Regions from separate parts of the Mus musculus genome. Here region 2 is linked to region 1. Evidence: chromatin contacts called from public Hi-C data. All regions are on one chromosome and are shown on one strand. Each heading gives the region's core, a stretch centred on a gene start, on an enhancer-like site or on the middle of the called end of the contact. The rest is flanking DNA. Distances are from core to core; before and after follow the strand shown. Region 1 has its middle 57 kb from the start of Gm2788. Region 2 overlaps Nav2 (neuron navigator 2).

What was found. Hi-C and Micro-C count contacts between places; a contact is called where the count stands out from the background.
Region 2: a contact with region 1 is called in a Hi-C map of the G1E-ER4 cell line, with 1.7 times the contacts expected there. The contact joins two enhancer-like sites. A contact is called at or near these places in 5 of 484 Hi-C or Micro-C datasets (the G1E-ER4 cell line, bone marrow-derived macrophages, embryonic stem cells and 2 more) and 1 of 115 datasets of contacts at active chromatin or transcription factors (pancreatic cancer cells).

The regions. Positions count from the first base shown.
Region 1 is chr7:48,936,052-48,940,273 of GRCm38.p6, forward strand. It overlaps the pseudogene Gm18559. Among named protein-coding and RNA genes, the nearest start is that of Gm2788, 57 kb to the left of the region's middle. Within about 2 kb of position 1,705, at least 66 of the 459 cell types and tissues checked have an H3K27ac peak or open chromatin away from gene starts, as enhancers often do. A contact at or near this core is called in the G1E-ER4 cell line and bone marrow-derived macrophages, where this site is marked.
Region 2 is chr7:49,272,376-49,276,597 of GRCm38.p6, forward strand. The region is part of intron 1 of Nav2 (neuron navigator 2); the gene reads left to right. Among named protein-coding and RNA genes, the nearest start is that of Nav2, 28 kb to the left of the region's middle. Within about 2 kb of position 1,721, at least 18 of the 459 cell types and tissues checked have an H3K27ac peak or open chromatin away from gene starts, as enhancers often do. A contact at or near this core is called in the G1E-ER4 cell line and bone marrow-derived macrophages, where this site is marked.

The DNA.
Region 1 (4,222 bases), core at 455-2,954:
AAATTGCCACGTAGTGGCTTGGTTCTAATCATGTGCTTTGGGGGAGCCTCAGTTCCTTGCGTACCTACCTAACTGACTTGGTCTGGACACAGTCTATACCCTGGCATATCCTAATACTGGGAGTCTTGTCTCCAGGCTCAAAGTGCCTGGGTTCAAATCTAGCTCTGCCACTTACAAGCTCTGCAGTGTGGAACCAGCCAGTCCACCTCTTTTTATTTTTTTGTAAACTTCAGTGTTCACCTCAGTACTGCAAGGTACAACTTCATACGTAAAGTATTACTTATCACTAGAGAAGCCGCACCCTTTGATGCTGAGATAACACCTGGTACAGTGCCTGGCACGTCTTAGGAACTTGATAATACATTTTCTATCCTTATTCTTCCTGACTCCATGGTACTCAAGCCTCAACACTTATAATAATATGGAAGTGCTCCGATCTGGGGGCAATCCTCTCTCTATATTATTCAGCCCAATTGTGTAGTGTTTGCTGCTTTGTGTCACATGACATGCTGAAGTAGGGCCCAGTGACATGAACTTGAATAGGACTTGATTTCTGCCGCAACCTCACAATTAAGTTGAAGGGTCACTTTGTTCAGATACTTGTTGTACACACATTTCTTACAATCTATGGCAAAAAAAAAAAGTTGCAATGTGAAAGTGGGGTCTAGAGAGACACAGGACAAGGGCAGAGCCACGTGGAGGATGGGTGAGGTTGGGTATGGGAGTGAGCAGCTGTGGACTTGCTGAGCAGCACCACATTTGAATCACAGCCGGGGTGCTTAGAAAGCCTTGGAAAACATACCCTGTCTGAATCTAGAAAGGGTTACAGATTCAACCTTTGTTCTTAAAAGGTTCACAGTCTGGTGAAAAACACACCCAGGTGTCCTGGCCAGAAAGCAGAGCATCTCTCTATGATCTCCCTCCTCACTCCTCAAGCTGTCAGTCAGCACATGTGGTCCACTCTCCAAGGGTTATGTATGGTGGTACCCATAAAATTCAGGTAGCATTAGGAATAGGAGGTGGAGAGTGAGGGTGCTGTAATGCAGTGAGAACAATCCAGTAAGAGGAAATCTTACTACTTTTCTACTTGTTATATATATATATATATATATGTGTGTGTGTGTGTGTGTGTGTGTGTGTGTGTGTGTGTGTGTATGTGTGAGCGTGTGTATATGTATTAGGAGAAATATTAGACAACCTTTAATATATATGTGAATATGAAGTCTCAATTTTATATATTATATGGGATTTTAATATTAAAACATATATATGTATATATATGTGTGTGTATGTATATGTATATATATATATATATATATATATATATATATATATATATATATATATATATATATAGTAGAAAAATCCAGCACCATCTTTAACAAGGAAAATAAGCCAGTCACAGAGAGAGAAAGAGGCTTTCTTAGACATCAACTATACCTGCAACACCAACCCTAGAATATGAAAAGGAAGACTTATGCACTTAGAGGAGCAAAGATGGAGACCACCTGCAGAAAGTAACGTCATAAGGAACTTTTTCAGCCAGCTAAGTAGAAATTAGCACCAGACATGCCACCAAGAGGAAGCTCACCATCCTGAAGCCTGTGGAGGACAAAACCCACAAAGCCTTCCCAGGGGCTGATGTGGGCTGTGGGTAAGGCACGCATGCGCACTGCCAGTCTTGCTTCCGTTCTGTTGTGGTTAGAGATGGTGGGTTCCTCGGCTGGAGTGTGAACCATTCTCATGCAGCTGGGGACTCGTGTGCTGCTGTCTGATCAGAGGCGGGCGCATGAGCATCTCACACACCCGGATTAGCACTTGGGCAAGGCTAGATCTACAGAAGGGGAGGCATCGAAACAGCTGCAGGTAGCATGTGGCTTGTGTTCTGAAGTGGTCCTTTTCCGCTTTCTTTCCTGATGAAATCTAAATCTTGAGAAGAGCAAGCTCTCTTGAGGTAGAGAAGTAAGTGTAGACTCTCTCAAGGGTCTCTGAGTATTACGAGGTGCAGAATAGATCATGAAGTCATGTCCTGACTGCGCTCCCCTTTGGCCCCCTGTAAGTACAGACCTATATAATTCAACCTACTCTTTTATGTTTTCTATCTCAAGGATATTCTGCAATGTCATCTGTTCTCATGCAAAAAATAATTACTTTTCATGTTGAGACTGATGTAAGAAAGACTTAACTTTGCTTGAGAGTTTGGTGGAGAAAGCATGAAGGTGGAAATATTAGTCAGCCGCTTACATGGTAACTATACTCCCAAAGCAGAGAGCAGACAGGAAACGGGGCAGGGCTATTAAGCCTCAGGACTGGCCCAGTGACCCACTTCCATCTGTTAAGTCTCCAGAGGTTCCACAACCTTCCTAAACAGCGCCCCCAGCTGGGGACCAAGGGTTAAAACAAATGAACAAAAACCGTTTACATCATAACAGGACACAAGCATTCTAAATTAAAATGTGAACTCTTTTCCTTTTTGAAGATGCTACTGAAAATTCACATGTTGCAATTGATCCTTGATGCTTGTAAAATCCTGAGTAAAAAAATACCCATGGAATCTTCCTCCTGACTTCCTTTTCTGCCTATTGGGAGCCACAGAGGTGTCACCCAGATATGTAGGTGCAGTCAGAGTCTGTCTCTTCTACCATGTTTAAAACCTCTTTAGCATCTTCTAAATTCAATTCAACAAAGCTTAAACCATCCTCTGTATTCTCTTCTCTTCTCTTCTCTTCTCTTCTCTTCTCTTCTCTTCTCTTCTCTTCTCTTCTCTTCTCTTCTCTCCTCTCCTCTCCTCTCCTCTCCTCTCCTCTCCTCTCCTCTCCTCTCCTCTTCTCTTCTCTTCTTTTTTTTTTTCTTTTGAGACAGGGTCTCACCATTTGTTCTGACTGCCAGAGAATTCACTATGTAGATTAGGCTGGCCTCGAACTCATGGAGATCTGCTGGGATTAAAGGCATGTTCCACCACACCAGGTGCCATTTTTAATTTTTGGGGGGGCAGGTATTTGAAATACAACTTTTTTTTTTTCTAATTCTAAACAAAAGAAAGGGACTGACAGGTATGAACAAGATCTGACCACTGAACATTGCAATGTGACTGTAGCAGTCTTATCTTTGAAATTTGGGGAGGAAACAACTGTGTTCCAAAGAGCTAAATACGCAAGTTCCACTCATGACCCCAGCCCCCAAAACCAAAGGTATGTTTTAACTGCTGCGTTCACTTGGAAGCGCATTCATCTCCCATCTGTCCATCCATCCATCCATCCATCCATCCATCCATTCGTCCATCCATCCATCCATCCATCCATCCATCCATCCATCCATCCGTCCATCCATTCAGTATCCCATAAAAGCACACATTCTGCTTGGCTAGCCCAGGTGGCACATACTCTGACATCCCAGGCCAGTTGCCTGTAAAAGCTAGACGTCTGACACAGAGGCCCAGCTCCACTTTCTCACTGCTCACCCTCAACCGGGAGGGCAGTTGTTTGTACAACCTCTAAATCAAGATGATACCACGCTACCAAAGCTGGGTCCGTGACCAGCCCACGTGGGGCAAGAGCAGGCACGGCAACCAACTCTAAGTTAGGTGCTCCAATGCATATCTGGAAGGTTAGAGGAAAGCTTTTTCTAAACTTATTACTTTGGGCAGAAATGTCATAGTGCTGAAAATTCTTTTCTCAGTGGAAGACAATAAATAGATTTTTGCCTTCAGTTTCCTGTCCTTAATGTCCACTTTGTTGCCATGTAACGTAACACAATGGAGATGTTTTCACACATGCATCTCAGGTCTCTCTGTCAGTTAGGTACATGCTTGTAAATAACTCTTAATGCTACATTAAACATTGTAATAGCAAGCTGGGCTATTGGACTGCTATAGTAGCCATCCTGCAGGTCCCTGACCGTCTTCTGGCCAGCCATGTCTCACATGCTGAACTTGATAGGTTTTCTGTTGGAGTGGAACGCAAGGGCTCAACGCCACACCCAGAGTGACTACAAACTTCTTTTCAAACTCGCCTGGCAAGTGGCACTCATGAATGTTGTCGTTCTGGTGTTGCCGTCATCCACCTGGACCTCTGGCTCTCCCTATGCCCCAGTTTTCTGTTCTTTTCTGCTCTTTTTCTTTTTCTTTTTCTTTTTCTTTTTCTTTTTTCTTTTTCTTTTTCTTTTTTCTTTTTTCTTTTTGTGGCTTGCTTCTTTTTTATTGCATATTTTCTTTATTTGCATT
Region 2 (4,222 bases), core at 471-2,970, 340 kb after region 1:
GAAGAAGAAGAAGAAGAAGAAGAAGAAGAAGAAGAAGCAGCAGCAGCTGCAGTTTGAGTGGTACCTGGAGGGACTTCCTTGCACTCAGAAGACTGAGATGGGACAAGGGAAATGGAGGCTATCCTGGGCTACACAACAAGTTCCAGGACAGCCTGAGCTATAGTGAGGCCCCGTCTCTAAATAGAGAGAAGAGATGCAGCAGCAAGCAGCTCCAAAATGCAGAACCGGATAAGAAGGCAGACAGGCAGACAGGCTTGCCCTCCAGTTGCCTTGGCAGCTGTCCTAGAATGCTGTGGCTGCTATCGCCACCTGGTGGGCTCTTCCAGAAACACATGCACGGAGCCTTCTTTCATTAAAGCCAGTAAAGCTTGGATTTCGGAATGCTGGGAATTGAAAATCCAATTAGACTGTCTCATAGTTAAAGGGCAACACTGGGATCAGAGGGCTGAAGTTGTAGTCAGAGGTAGGGTGCTTGCTTAGTGTGTGTGGGGCCATCGGGTGCATCCTCAGTACCAAGTCCAGAGAATGAAGGGGTCAGGGGATGAGACCAAAGGGGAAAACAAGGTGCAGCAGGAAACATGCCTTGAGCAGAGTCACGTGACTTTTCTTCACCATCTCCGCCCAATTTTCAATATTAAATAAGTAACTGGGCCTCTGTATAAAGCCACTCTCCACGTGAGGCACCTGTGAAGGGCTTTGCAAGCTGCCAATGATAGCTCTGCTGTTGGGAGATGATGCCCGTCAGAGCTGCTGAAGTCAATGAGGTCAGTGCTTCCGGCAGTGAGAGTCAGGCTCTGTTCTGGAGGTCCCCACCACCCGAGCCCAGCAGGGAGGCTCGCACAGGAGTGGCAGTGGCTCCTCCCTCTGCTGCCCAGCATGCCTTTAGGAAAGCCAGGCACACGAGGCTTCACTCTGACTCTCTCCTCAGTCCCTCTAGCTTGCTCATTAAGGACCACCGCAGGTAGAGACTGTGCTGTGCCTGCATCCATCATTTCTAGGAATTGTGTCAGGATTTCTTTGAAGGACCAAATTCTGGGTCTGAACAAGAGGTGAGAATGCCCCCGCCGCCCCCCAACTCCTGCCCAGGAATGCCATGGTATTGGAAGCTAGACCTGCAGTGTTGGCCTTGCTGGTGGACAGAAGACCAGCATGTAGCAGTGGGCATATTTCCCAGTAGCTTCTTGCCATTCTCCTGCAGCAGCTGTTCAGACAGGTGCAGCCCCAGGAGCCTAGAGGGTCAGCCTGCCCCACCAGTCACAGCAGACTTCAGGCAAGCCAGGTCGCCTCATCCTCAGGGCCTGATGCTGAGCTTAGATCACAGGTACTGGGAATGTCTCCTGCCCAGCCACTGGCTGCAGGTGACATTGGTTTTCACTGTGTGTCTGCTGGACTGCACCCTGGAAGCCTGTCTGGAGGTATTCACAGAGATCAGCCCACTGCTTGTGAGGTTAGCCATGGAAGGGGAATTGGTAAATGGCATTACAGATGACATGAGTGAGTCATACAGAGGGTCAGACACTCAATGTGTGTGCATTGGGTTTTAATCCCAGACATCTGCTTCCAGGGCCTGCCTTTGTGCAGTCTTAATAGTGAAGGAGTTTCCAGGAAGAGACCTGAAAGGGGAAGACCTGGTGAAGGTGAATCCCAGGACTTCACTGAGTAGAGATGAGAAGCCCTCTCTTGGGATTGGCTGTTAGCTCCTCCCATCTTCCCGGACTAAATATAAATACTTGCAGCATATGTCTTTCTGACGCACTCACATTGGATCTGTTTGAACACAGTAAGTTAGAGCAGAAGGCCAAGGGAGGGAGAAAGCTCAGATCTTCTAATAAAGCCGCATCTCCCCGCCCCCATTCCCCTAGTGTCAGTGGTTTTAATTCAAAAGCTGACATTTTCAAGCAGTTTGTTTTATTTTTCACTCACTACGTAAATGTTGTTTGTACGTGAATGTGCTGAGTGCTTGTGTGCGCACCACGTGTGCGCAGGTGCCTGCTGAGGTCAGGAGAGGGTATCAGGTCCCCTAGAACTGGATTACGGGCAGTTATGAGCCGCCCCATCTCCGTGCTGGGTGGGAACCACACCCAGGTCCTCTGTAAGAGAGCAAGGCTCTTAACCACAGAACCATCTCTGCAGCCCTCAGATAATTTACTTTAAGAGTTACAGCACAGGTATAAAATGAACAGAACCATTCATTTTGCCTCTTCCCACTGTCTCAGCTAGTGCCTCTCCCAACAGGCAGTTTATTAACAGAAAGGAATACAACACCCGCATCTCAACTCCCCGTGGCTAGAATGGAGGGACTCCCATTCCACCTGTGAGGTGACTAGGACCCCCTCCCCTTAGCCCTGCATCTCCTCTCTCTCTCTCTCTCTCTCTCCCCGTGTGTGTGTGTGTGTGTGTGTGTGTGTGTGTGTGTGTGTGTGTGTCCTGCTCATCCTGCCCAGTGAGTAACATCTTAGAAGGCAATGTGCTCGAGGCGCCACCATCTGACAGTGCACAGTTACCATCACACTTGGGTGACATATGGAAGCCAGCGGGAGGCATGGCTACAGCACCTAACCTAAGCAACTGGCTTCGGTTTGTGTGTCTGTGTGTGTCTAAACTACAGTCAAATTGATTACCACACTATGCTTGGAACCTTACTTTGATGGAGGTAGAGCGTAATTAGAAATTCAGAATTCCGTAGCTGGGCGTTAATTACTTCTTCATTGAATTTGTATGTACGGAGTGAGTTCACTGACATTAACCTCTCCAGTTCTGTAAGGTCATGGAAGGAGGTGTGTCTAGCTGGGTTTCTTTCATGTTTATGTGTTCTCTGAGTTCTGCAGTCTGGTCCTTCTAACTCTGCTGCTTCCTTTGTGGGAATCTGGCTCTTTTTCTACCTTGTGTTGCCTGTTCCCTGTGTTCAGCAATGCCCACTTTTGACGACGCTTCCAAAGCTATGTTCTGGTTCATGGAAACCATAGGGTTAAGATCCTTAGAGCTAAGCTTTCCTGTTGTCCTTTCCATTTTGTGTGCATTTGTGTGCTTCAGTAAGGCAGGGAAAGTGTGCAGGCATGTGCCAGTGCATACAGTGGAGGCCGGAGCTTGGTGTTGGATGTCTTCCTCTAATACGGCTGCTTTGTTCTTTGATACAAGGCCTCTCTCGCTGTACTTGGTGTTCAGCATCCTCTTGTGGCCACCTCCTTAACGCTGGGATCCCAGATGCAGAAGCTGGGGATCCAAACTCAACTCCTCATGCTCACAGCAAGGTCTTTGTGGGCTGTGTCATCTCCCAACCCTGTCCCTTATTTCTTTTAAAAACAAATATGATGAGTGTGCTCGCCTGTGTTTTATTGAATGCTTAATACATCCCCTGTGCCTTTTCATCTCTTGTTATTTTACCTCCCAGTAGTCATTTGGGGGATGAGGCATAATTACAACCAGCTGATAGATGAGAAGCAGGAGGCTCAGTGAGGCTGAGTCAGTTGGGTGAGGTCGCACAGAGCACAGAACCCAAAGTGACACCCTCTAGGACAAGTGATGGCCCTCACAGAGGAGAGTCAGAAAGAGCTGACTGAAGCCTTGTCCCCAGACTGTAAGAGAGGAAGGACTGGGAATATCAACTGAGCCTGGCTGGCCACTTAGTAGCTAATGTCCCAGCAGCCCTTGTGGAAGCCAGTGGGCAGAGGCAGGTGCAGGGGTGGGTGGGTGGGCAGGGACACATGTGGGCAGAGGCAGGTGGGTGGAGTCAGGTGGGCAGATGCAGGTGGGGTTTGCCCTTGTCTTCGCCTCATCTGTTCTTCCCTGGGTATTTCTAGGCAGTGGCATAATTATTTGTTTGTTAAACTATAAATTTGGCAGCGTTGGGCTAGTTTGCTCATTTACTGCTACCTGAAGCAGTTAATTTTCTTCCAGGAAAGGCCCAGCGCTATTCCTTATCCTGTTCCTGGCCCCACTTGGAACGGAAACCTCCCAGCCAGGTGGAGCCCTGCTAAGGCCCAGACGACTTGTCTGAGGTGTCAGGGACTGTGCGCACTGCTCCCTGGTGGCTCAAGGGGTGGCAGGGAGGTGGTGTGCAGCCCAGAAACCTGAGCATGAGAGCATTGAGTCAGCGCTTGCAGGCCGCGCTATCTTGGGACCACCTCTGCCATGTTCAGTGGGAAGGTTGTGATGGGGCAGCAGCTCTGTTATGCAGGTAGAACTGACCCGCAGAACAGCAAAGATCAGGATGGCATTCCCT